2 separate regions of the Zea mays genome follow, and region 1 is linked to region 2. Evidence: chromatin contacts called from public Hi-C data. All regions are on one chromosome and are shown on one strand. The core of a region is the stretch at or near the end of the contact, and the rest is flanking DNA. Distances in the headings are between cores, read along the strand shown. Region 1 holds the start of LOC100194257. Region 2 holds the start of LOC103649927 (chaperone protein dnaJ 20, chloroplastic).

The links. Hi-C and Micro-C count contacts between places; a contact is called where the count stands out from the background.
Region 1: a Hi-C map of bundle sheath shows a contact between it and region 2, with 2.4 times the contacts expected there. The contact joins the promoter of LOC100194257 here to the promoter of LOC103649927 in region 2. A contact is called at or near these places in 6 of 25 Hi-C or Micro-C datasets (bundle sheath, ear, leaf and 1 more).

What each region holds. Positions count from the first base shown.
Region 1 is chr3:33,176,058-33,181,501 of Zm-B73-REFERENCE-NAM-5.0, forward strand. It overlaps LOC100194257, which reads right to left and starts at 1,378. Exons shown (of 7, transcript NM_001367083.1): 1 at 1,240-1,378; 2 at 1,005-1,154; 3 at 707-862; 4 at 428-577. The coding sequence starts at 1,275. It overlaps LOC100191294 (putative peptidase M48 family protein), which reads right to left and starts at 4,452. Exons shown (of 9, transcript NM_001367163.1): 1 at 4,180-4,452; 2 at 3,996-4,053; 3 at 3,838-3,905; 4 at 3,540-3,719; 5 at 3,311-3,407; 6 at 3,100-3,206; 7 at 2,503-2,636; 8 at 2,239-2,394; 9 at 1,909-2,110. The coding sequence starts at 4,410. The coding sequence ends at 2,262.
Region 2 is chr3:32,892,222-32,897,090 of Zm-B73-REFERENCE-NAM-5.0, forward strand. It overlaps LOC103649927 (chaperone protein dnaJ 20, chloroplastic), which reads right to left and starts at 1,358. Exons shown (of 2, transcript XM_008675612.2): 1 at 788-1,358. The coding sequence starts at 1,261. It also overlaps the pseudogene LOC103649928.

The DNA of each region.
Region 1 (5,444 bases), core at 128-2,627, 280 kb after region 2:
TCCTCGTGTCTTGGACAATTTGGTGTGAGAGAAACTCGCGAATCTTTGAGCACAAAGAGAAGACCGTGACACAGACTATAGCGATGATTAAGGAGCAAATTCGCCTGTGGATTCTAGGAGGAGCAAAACACTTAGCAAGGCTGGTGTAGGTTTTGGGGAAGGAGAGGGGTTGGTTTTGGAACATTTGTGTCACCATACTTAATGTCTCATTCCCTAGTATGATGTACTTGTATATTTTAGCCCTCGCTGGCTCTCACCTTCTTTTTAATATAACAGGCAATTCTCTTGCCAGTTTTCAAAAAAAAAAAATCTCAGGGTGTTGTGAATGCCTTCATGGAGTGGCCAGATTTTTCCTTTCAATAACCTGAAACTCAAGTGAAGGGACTGCCGATAGTGTCAGCAGGGAGCAGGCAGAGTAGCTACCTACCTGCAACTGCTTCAGCGAGGTTATCTTCCTATCCGCCGCGATCATGGCCTCCACGTTGGCGACCAGGGCGTCGACGACGCGGTCCTTGCCGGCGCCGTCGGGCGGGACCGGGACGGCGCCGGGGACGCCCTCGGCTAGGTCCTGCTCGACCTGGGCAAAGATTCCGGCCGGCCGGCCCCTTTCAGCAGGACGACCAAGGACGTCGTGGCGCGAAGCTCAGAAGAAGCTCGATCTGCTCATTGGCTGTCGAGCGATGCAATGCACAACGGGGAAGCTGACCTGAGCGCGCAGCAGGGCGATGTCGTCCTTGGTCTCGCGGGTGGAGTAGGTGGCGTCCAGGTGCGTGCGGACGTTGTCGCGGGCGTAGGGGAAGAGCACGTCCGTCACGAACGAGATGGGGCTCGTCGTGCCCTCGATGTCCAGCACCACGCTTCGCTGCGGCGTGCCAGCGAGTGCGATTCGGATCAGAGCGCGCAGCTTTTTTTTGTTTTGGGCGCCCGGTTGCGTTGCGCTACGGGCATATATGTGGTGCGAGTGCGACGGCAAGGAAATCGAGGATAAGTGACTGCGCATTCACCACTGATGCTAGTCGAGGAACACTGGCTGGGGCTGCTCGTGGACGGCGGCCATCCAATCGCCACGGGCATGGGATGCTGATTCCACCGGCTGCCTTGAGCGACAGCGGCGGCGAAGCGAGGAAGCTCATCCTCCTGGAACGCAACAACCCCTACATCGGAGTCGGATCGAGCCAAATCAAATCAGTCAGGGCACCAGTCTCTCTCTCCCTCTCTATCATCAGATGCCTCACCTACCTGTGACGCCGGCGGCAATGGCAATGCCATCCCCATCTTTGTCGGTCCTCTTCCTTCCTCCTCTGCAGAGTGCAGTGGATGCTACCTGCTCACCGCATCCGCATACGTCCACATGGATCCCGGGTGGAGGGGACCGCCGGGCAGATGTGGGCGTCACTCGGTTGGTCCAACGCCAACCACAACACGACCACCGCGTGTGCGGTGTGTCCCTCTCGCTAGTATGCGCAGGACGAAAAGTACATCCAAATGTGAGTAGAGTGTAATGAAATGTGAGTAGTACGATGGATTGCGATCTAAATGCTTCTTCATTAAGATAGGACCTTAAATAAATTTCAATTTAAAAATAAATAGAAATAGTCTCCAATCCAAATTCGATCCTTAAATTTCCCAAGTCACCCCTAATTGTGAACCAAAATACACAACAAAAATTAGGCCAATTCAAGCAAGGTTCATTTGTTCATGAATAACCGGAGGTCAAAATCTGTTTGATTGGGAGGATTGGAACCCAAATGGCCAAGGTTATCTTGATTTTCTTGCCAGCCTCAATTAGACAAGCATACTAGCCGTAGCTTGCTGATTCATAATAGCCTCGCCTCTTATGCATCACATTGTCACGGGACTCGGGACTTTGGAAAGGCTAACCATGCCGATCTTTCCAGTTATCCGGCAAACTCAAACAAACTTTTATTCATTCTAGTTACAGTATTACACAGTAACAAAAAAGAAAAAAATATATCATATACAAGGAGACTAAATTCAACTGCAAATATATACAATATGTCTATGTTTGTATCTGTTTTTTTTCCAGAAACACCAGCCTTCTCCATATACAGACATTCCCTTCCATACACAAGCTACAGACTCTACAGTCCTGGAAAAAAAACGGTGCCCAGCCACCCAGGAGAAAATCACAAACTCATGATCAGATATACAGGAAAGGACAGTCATGATCTAAAGCTAAATCCTTGCAAAGAAACATGATGGATTCCATGTACAGACCTCTTCGTATGTGTCGCCACTAACTATACTCTGTTCAGCCCCATCTGAAACATTTTTTGCATTACGGTCTTGTACTCCTGGCTTCTTGACCACTCATCGATCTCTCTGGCTCGCATCACAGGCAAAGGGTGTGAAAGCTCTCTGGTTTGTGCATTCCTGCAACATGTAAAGAGATTGAGAAAGAAATGTCATACAACACAAACACATATGCATTTCCACAACAATAATATCGTGAATCATGGTTCAAGTGATAACAGTTCTGACCGGATGTACCACCCAACTGGGTTCGATGCAGCCTTGTCGTACGAACGAGCTTGCTCCAGGAAGGCATCCACATTTAGCTTGTCGGCAAGAGATGGGCATCCTCCGGCCAATTTCATCAGAACAGAGATGACTACCTCTTGACAATCAAGAATAAGTATCAAGTGATGACAGATTTGTAGGATAAGCATTACAACACACAACAAGGTGTTCCTATTTTCAGACAGCCAAGAACAGAGATGACCACCTCACGACAATCAGGAGTTTAGTATTAAGTGATGATACCAACTTGTAGAGTAAGCATGTATCCATTATATGTTAAAACTACAAGCTGCAGCTCCAATTCTTCAAAATTGGAGAACAGCTGCTCTTTCTATGAACTAAAGATTGTTACTAGGAAGATGAATTGAAAACTACACAAACCTCTACTTTTTCTTGGAGTCATATATAATTTGTGGCCAGACCATGCAAAAAATCCACTTCCAGAGCAAAAGCAAAGACAAAAATAGCGCTATTTATACTGCTAGATCTTATGTTCAATACAAATCAATCTTGTATTTTAAAACTGAGGTAGTTTCAGATTTAAGGTAGTAAAGGTACCTTCGGATCTTGCACCACAAGAAGAGCTGCCCTGTCACAAGTCAGCTCTGCAGCTCGTAGCCATCTGTATAGCTGCTCTTCCAGGAAGCCAGCAACCATGCCAAAACCTGAAGAAAGTGCATGTACTTACCATGAGATGTAGTCCAAATAAAGTGTATTTAGGTACATAGCCGACCCTTCTAATGAGATTTTAAGTAGTCAGATGGTCTACCAGGGACAGTGTATGCTCCCATTGTGAGTATATTGGCAAAAGTGAGCCAAACACCATGATCGCACTTGAGGTGACCCAGCTCATGAGCCAAAACAGCCTAATTGAAACAAATCCAATATGATGAGTAATCAATGCATTCAGACAGTAGGTAAGCAAATAATAATTCTTGTTTTGATTGTTCATCTAGGCAATACCAGCCGATGAGTTCGTTTAGAGTAAACAACAGTACCTGCAATTCCCTTGGAGTAAGCAGCTCCACAAGGCTTGTGTGAACGACAATGAATGGTTTTTTGCCGTTGATTGCTAAGGTGTAGGCATTTGGAACAGGATTCTGCCTTATGTACAAGTCAGGAGCTTCGGTGTTCAAGAGCTTCGCAGCCTCAACCAGCAGTTGGTGGAGATCTGGAAGCTGAAGAGCGAAAACAAACGATTAGCTCTCTGAATTACGGTAACTTGTAGGCTGTGGTGATAGAGAAAACAAACAAACTACAAGGTCCGGAAACAACATAAGTTCTGGCAGATCGGACCTGGTTCGGGGAGACGAGAACTGATGTTCCAATGTTCTGGAGTACCATAACTTGCTCCGAGACGGGTCCTGCAGTAGCAAAAGATGGCAGGAATGAATCGTTGAGGATACTACGTTGAGATGGACTGGCAACGCTGAGGAACTATGTGAGTGGGCGACCTAGCAAAGCTTTGCCCACGTCGTTGAGCCCGGGAATTGCTCTCAGCAGCAGAGTGTTCTGTGAAACAAGAAGAAAAGCGGTTCTCTTTCAGAAGACAGGAATTTTATCTATCATCCGCAAGCGCAGTCGAACATTATACGTGGACAGAAAGAAAAAGAGTGTGTTAAATCGAAGAAAGCTAGCCTGCTTGTCCAGCGGGTGGCGGAAGTCGTCGGCGTCGAGGCCCCGAGCAGCCGCAGAGGAGGTGCGGGTGGAGGCAGCTGCAACGGGAACGAACCGCCTGCGGCACGGGCGCCTGGAGGAGGTCGACGCGGAGGAGGGCTTTTGGGCCCAGTAGCAGCGGAAGGCAACGGGCAGGGGAGGGAGGGTGGGGCCGGAGATGAGCCCCGGAGCACAAGCCGGCGAAGCCGCCATGCCCCACGAACCGAGAGCAAGGCGAGGCAAGCAGCGCGGCCGCTGCCACAGGTGTTTTGTCCAGCCAAGGAACGAGACCAAGAAGAAAGCCCCGAAGGCGGAGACGTACGGATGGCCGAGGAATTGAGGGAGGTCAGCTGGTAACTGCGGTTATTTTACTGCTCTGCGTAGTTTTCACGGCAAAAAAGAGATTACCATATATGTATGTATGTATATATATAAAATAATAACAACAATAATAAGTGCTAGCGTAGCGTAGGCGAGCACGGTATCGCGTCCACTACGTTTTTCCGATTTCTGCTAGGCTGCTGGCCCTCGTTCCTCACAATCATCAGTAAAGGAAAAGAAAAATCCGAGTCCACAGCGAAAGGAGTCGCAACTTGCAACGCTGTAAAATCTTGAGAGTTGTGACTGACGTGTTCCATCTCAGACCGCTTGGTTAGCTTTGCCGCAGCCTCAACCTCAAGTTCTCGACCCCAACAGGCTGCGGCTGTGCGGCCGTTCAGACCTTGCCTAACCAGATCGCTACAGTACACATTTTTAAATCACTACCAGTGCCTCCAAAGAAGCAAAGATATTTTTCTCCAGGCCTTTCCTTTTTTAAAATTTCCGATGAAAGCACCATAATACACTGATGGAGGTACCATGATTCACCTGTCCATGGAATATCTGCTAAACTAAGCGCTAGTTTAGCAACTCTATTTTCCCGATAGATTCCCATTTTTCCAATAGATTCCCAATAGAAATTAGTTTATTTTCCCTTGGAAAATCCCTTTAGAAAATAGAGTTCTCAAACTAGTCCTTAGAAAAATGAAAATCTCTTGGAAAAAGGTTGCCAAACTAACCCTAAACATCCCACTTTTTAGGCCAGTAAAACTAAAGTCAGAAAAAAATGTTTTATCAAAGAAGCTACTGCTAGAGCTGTTTTGACTGAAACTAGAGCTCTACCAAACAAACCTTCAGGCAATAACACTGGTACTAGTATGCCTTGGGGGAGGAATGCTCAGAAATAAATGCAGGTACTCTATTGTGTG
Region 2 (4,869 bases), core at 108-2,607:
GGGGGGTGGGCATCCAGATCCACTGTTGTCACCAACAAAGAAGACTACATGGGAGAACACCAGAAGGGCGCGGGCAAGGATGGAGGACAGAAGGAGCTGCAAGGACATTGTTCTGGGCCGTCGTGTGTCCAAGCCCAGTGGGCGATACCCGTCGGACATATGGTCCGTGTAAGGAGAGAGCAAGGGAGATATTTAGACTATGGTTATCTCTGTGAACGTCAAGAAATAAGAAATACAGAAACCCTCCTATCTTCTTCCTTCCCGAGCTGTTCTCTCATCTCCTCCGTAGCCGTCGTAGTTGGTCGTTAACAACTGTTTTGTAAAGGTTGCAGTTCACTCATGATGCATATGTTTGAACTCCTATCAAGGACTGTAGCTGAAACAACTAGATTTCTTCAAATGACAGATTAAGTACTTAAAGGAGCCAGATCGTACAGCCCAGAAGAACTGATGGATCCCCTCAGTTACAGATCAATGATCTGAAGTCTGCAAACGCCCTCTTGCCTCCATTAGAATACCAACAAATTCCAGACTGGGACACTAAGTTCAGCAAATTCGCTTCACGTATAATTAGGAAGAATTTAGCACATGTTTTTCCATTGACAATCTATAAACAATAGAAGTTAAAGATCACAGCATGAACCCAACAACCAATCGTAATCCTGACTAGAAGATTGCACCTCTACCAATCGGATTGGAACCAAACACAACGCAATGCAACCAAGCGCCAACGCCATGAAAAGCACCAAGTACCCAAGTAACAAGTGAGGAGAGCAGTGATCCAAACCTGGTAATGGTAGTAGGCGTGGTGGGATTGGGAACGGCGCCCGGAGAAGGCGAGGCGGCAGACGCCGCGGGCGAGTGCACGGTCGTAGCTGGCGCGGCGGCTTGGGTCGGAGAGCGTCTCGTAGGCCTCCTGCACCTCGATGAAGCGGCGCGTGTTCTCGGCCGCGGCGCCCGGAGGGGACACGTCTGGGTGGTACTTTAGCGCCAGCCGCCTGTAGGACGCCCGAACATCATCGGGGCTCCCATCCGCTGAGATCCCGAGCAGGTCGTAGAACGTCCGCGGTGCTGTCTGCTCCTGCTCCTCCGTGCGCACGCCGCCGCCGTCCTCACGCCGGACGCCCCGCGCGCGCAGGCGGAGGCGCAGGCGCAGCGCTTCCGGCTGTGGCGTGTTCCACGGGCGCCGGAACGCGATGCGGCCCGCGGCGGGGACGGCGGCGGCGGAGGAAGTGGGGGGAGTGGCGGCGAGGTGGGGCATGTGGTTTTCTTGCTGGGCTTCGCTTGCTGGTTTGGTTTCTCAGTGCGGTTTGCTTTCCGCAGATCTTAAGCGCCAACCGCCAATAAATATTATATATATAATACTGTTCTAAATTAATTTTGCTTTAAAAAATAATGGATTCATATACACGTGTCTAGATTTTGGCTCCATCCCCGATATAGTTATCCATTATTAAAAAAGAATGTGTTTAGATTTATTATCATTTATTTAAATATGAACATAAAAATTAAGAGTTAAAACGGGTACTCTCTATCCTAATATGCTATTTGGTTTAGGCTTTTGTTTTTGTTCATATTCAAACGGATGAAATTGAATATAGACACCTAGTGTTTATATAATATTATATAAATCTATTAAAATCCTAACACAAACTAATCAGCGACAAATAAAAAAACAGAGAAAGTATCTATTAACACTATAAAACAAATACTATTTTAAGACAAAATAAGTACTATTTTTGAACATAGGGCCTATATAGTAAGTTCAATTTTGTACGAAACAGACGTGGTACCACAACAGCAGCGTAGACCATGTAAAAGATACGACGATATTTTCTGATCAAATCTTGTCGCGTGAAAATTATTGTTTCACATGGTGTAAGCGTAGTATTCATATTCATGTAAAACTAGGTGAGTGCCCGTGCGTTGCAACGGAAATATATAATACTACAATAACTTATGTACAACTGTTTTAACGAGAATATATAATATTACGATAATCTCTACTACTCTACAAGACTCTAACGTAGACCATCTGTGCACCGTAATTCTGCCTCCCTCCTTCTCGCCCCCTCACACAAGCCTCACTGCCTCCGAAATGTCGCCCACGCCTCGGCCGCCACACGCAGCCCCGAAACCTCGTCGTCTCCCCGGTCCTCGGCGTCCCCGGTCCTCGGCGTCCAGACATAGAATTGAAAAAACATGAAACAGTTACCCCGAGAAACATTAGGCACTCATCAGCTCCTTCATGTGCATGAGAGTTAGTTGTCTCGTCCACATTTACCTTTTCAAGCTTTGATCAAAGATTTAATGCCAATAATTAACTCTACTTTCTGCGGGTGATACCAGATACAAACATGCATCAATTAATAATTAATAAAAAAAGAATAAGGAAGAGTTAGTTGTCTCGTCCACATTTACCTCTGGAGCTTCTTCATGTAGAACTCGAGCTCTTTACCCTCAAGGATGTAGCTGGCCAATAAAAGGAAATGCCACTGTAGTTAGCCTCGAGGATGTAGCTGGACAATAAAAAGAAATGCCCAGCAACTGCCAGGAAATTTAAGCTACTGAAGCGAGGTGAAATGGTCCAGTAGTCCTTACCCATCAGCTCGGCCACACTGCCCAGGACGAGCAGAAATGTAGGCCAACAATCTCCCACTGCCAAATTGCTCTTCAAATACAACATGCTGATCATAGAGAAGAGATTCGTTGAAAAACTAAGCCACAAAACTGCACGTGTTAAAAACAATGCATTAATAAGATATCTATCAATCAGCTATTCACCAAATACAATACTTCATGAACCATTAAGTCAACCTATTCTAAGGGCATGCTTTGATAAACCAGTTTTGAAGGTTGTTGGAGATGCTCCAACAACAAACTAAAGGTGACATCGAAGTAGCTAACTCATAGTTGAGTTGAAGAAAAACATATTACTATCAGAATTGTTATGTCATGGCCTCATGGGTAACCACGATGACACGATTGATTCGATCAGCTAAATTCCATTGCACAATATTTACTTAAGACCTCTGTTCCAGCCTTCTGAGAATTATTAACCCAAAATCACATATACGCTTGGCAGCACCAGCTCTTGTGCAATTTGAGATAAGTCTCGTATGTTTTATTTTCGATTTATACAACAATGCTGATTGGTTGGGTACCAGCTGATAAATATTTTAGAGTTAATTAAGGTTCATGAAAGTGATTCCTGGCTACAGTATCACATGAATTTTTTTAGATTGGTTCCCTGAATCATCTGATCATAACAGTCCTAGTGTTGGACTTCATAATGTCCATGCGTGGAAGGTAAATTGGTGTACTTTGATTTGTTGTTTCACTCAGATTGCTCTACTTTATACAAGTGCAACCATCCTAGTAAGGATACAAAATTTCAAATAATCAATTGTTGTACACCGGCCGGGCTTGGGATTTGATGGTCTGACCCAATTAGTAAGGCACAGTTGCAGTGATTGTTCTGTACCTGGGGTCTGTCAGGACGGAGCAAACGTTAACAAAGCCCCACTTTTCTCATCGTCTCCTCCAAATCCAGCATGTAGTACTCGTCCAGGAAAAGGCTCGGTACTCTTCATCAGAGTGAACAAAACTGGGGATAGTTCCTGAAATACATGGAAATAAATGTCACCATCTAAGGTGTGTCGTTGAAACATGGTGCTGCTGATGGCTACTGAAGCTTACCTCAAGTACTTTACTTCGGCTGCAAAGGATTTTATAATGAAAAATGGAGTTTTGTACGTTACAGTCGATTCTTGAACAAGTTTGCACACTTGTACTCTATGAAAAGCGAGACAAAAGAAACTCCTACCGAATTGTCTGTTAAGGCGATTGTTCCTCCTGGGCGAAGGACCCTGAATGCTTCCTTCACCAATCGGGTTATCGCTCGTGCTGGGCACTCATGGCACTGCAGGTTTTTTTTAGAATTATGGTACTCCATAGAATCTCGAATATAGCCATAAATTTGTGGTAACCGCTACTACAGATTTTAAATCCATGTAATAAAGAAGAATATTTTGAATCTGGTAGAAATTTACCACATAAGCAAGGGAGACAAGGTCAAATGAATCTGAAGACAGCCCGGTCGCTTCACCATTGGCATGAACCCAGCGAATAGGCTTTGGCCGTGACAGTTTTTCTTCCTTTTGTGCCTCCACAGCAAGAAAGTACGGTGATAGGTCGAGCCCCTGCATCATTCAGAAACACTACTACAGTTTACTCTTTTGGTGAACATTGGTTGCTTGTGAATGATCCATGCACAGAAGGAGATTTTGGGGCTTACAACAGCTTGAGCTGATGGGAACTTCTCGACGAGGTATCTGGTGCTTACTCCAACAGAGCAGCCAATGTCCAGGATGTCATTTACCTGAGAGCTCCCCAAGTACTTCAGATGATGCTCCTCAATTACATTCAGCCAGTTGCCGCGGACGATTTGGTTGGCCTCTTCGATTGATGTAGCCTCAGGTATGGCCCTCTTTGCGATCGACATTGTTGCAGGCTTGGCCTCTGCTGCAGCCTAGCTCATTCAACATCAAATTGTCAGTATGAGCGTGCACAAAATATGATATCCTTCAGCTGTTTTTTTCAACGGCGTCACATTCTCAAGATTTTAGAGAAAGAACGGTAACCTAGGATTGTTACGAAAAGTTGAGCTGCAGATTATCAGAGTACATAAGAAAACAATGAGAAGCTGACAACAACAAATAAAAAGTGAATTACCAGCCATGATAGATTCCCTTTGTCATAGGCATGAAACGGGTTGAGATAGTCTGATCAAGAGAAATGAGGCGTTAGCAATATGTCACTCCAGTTTACTTTACTTCGTCATCTCCCTCCACGGGATGTTCGACTTCT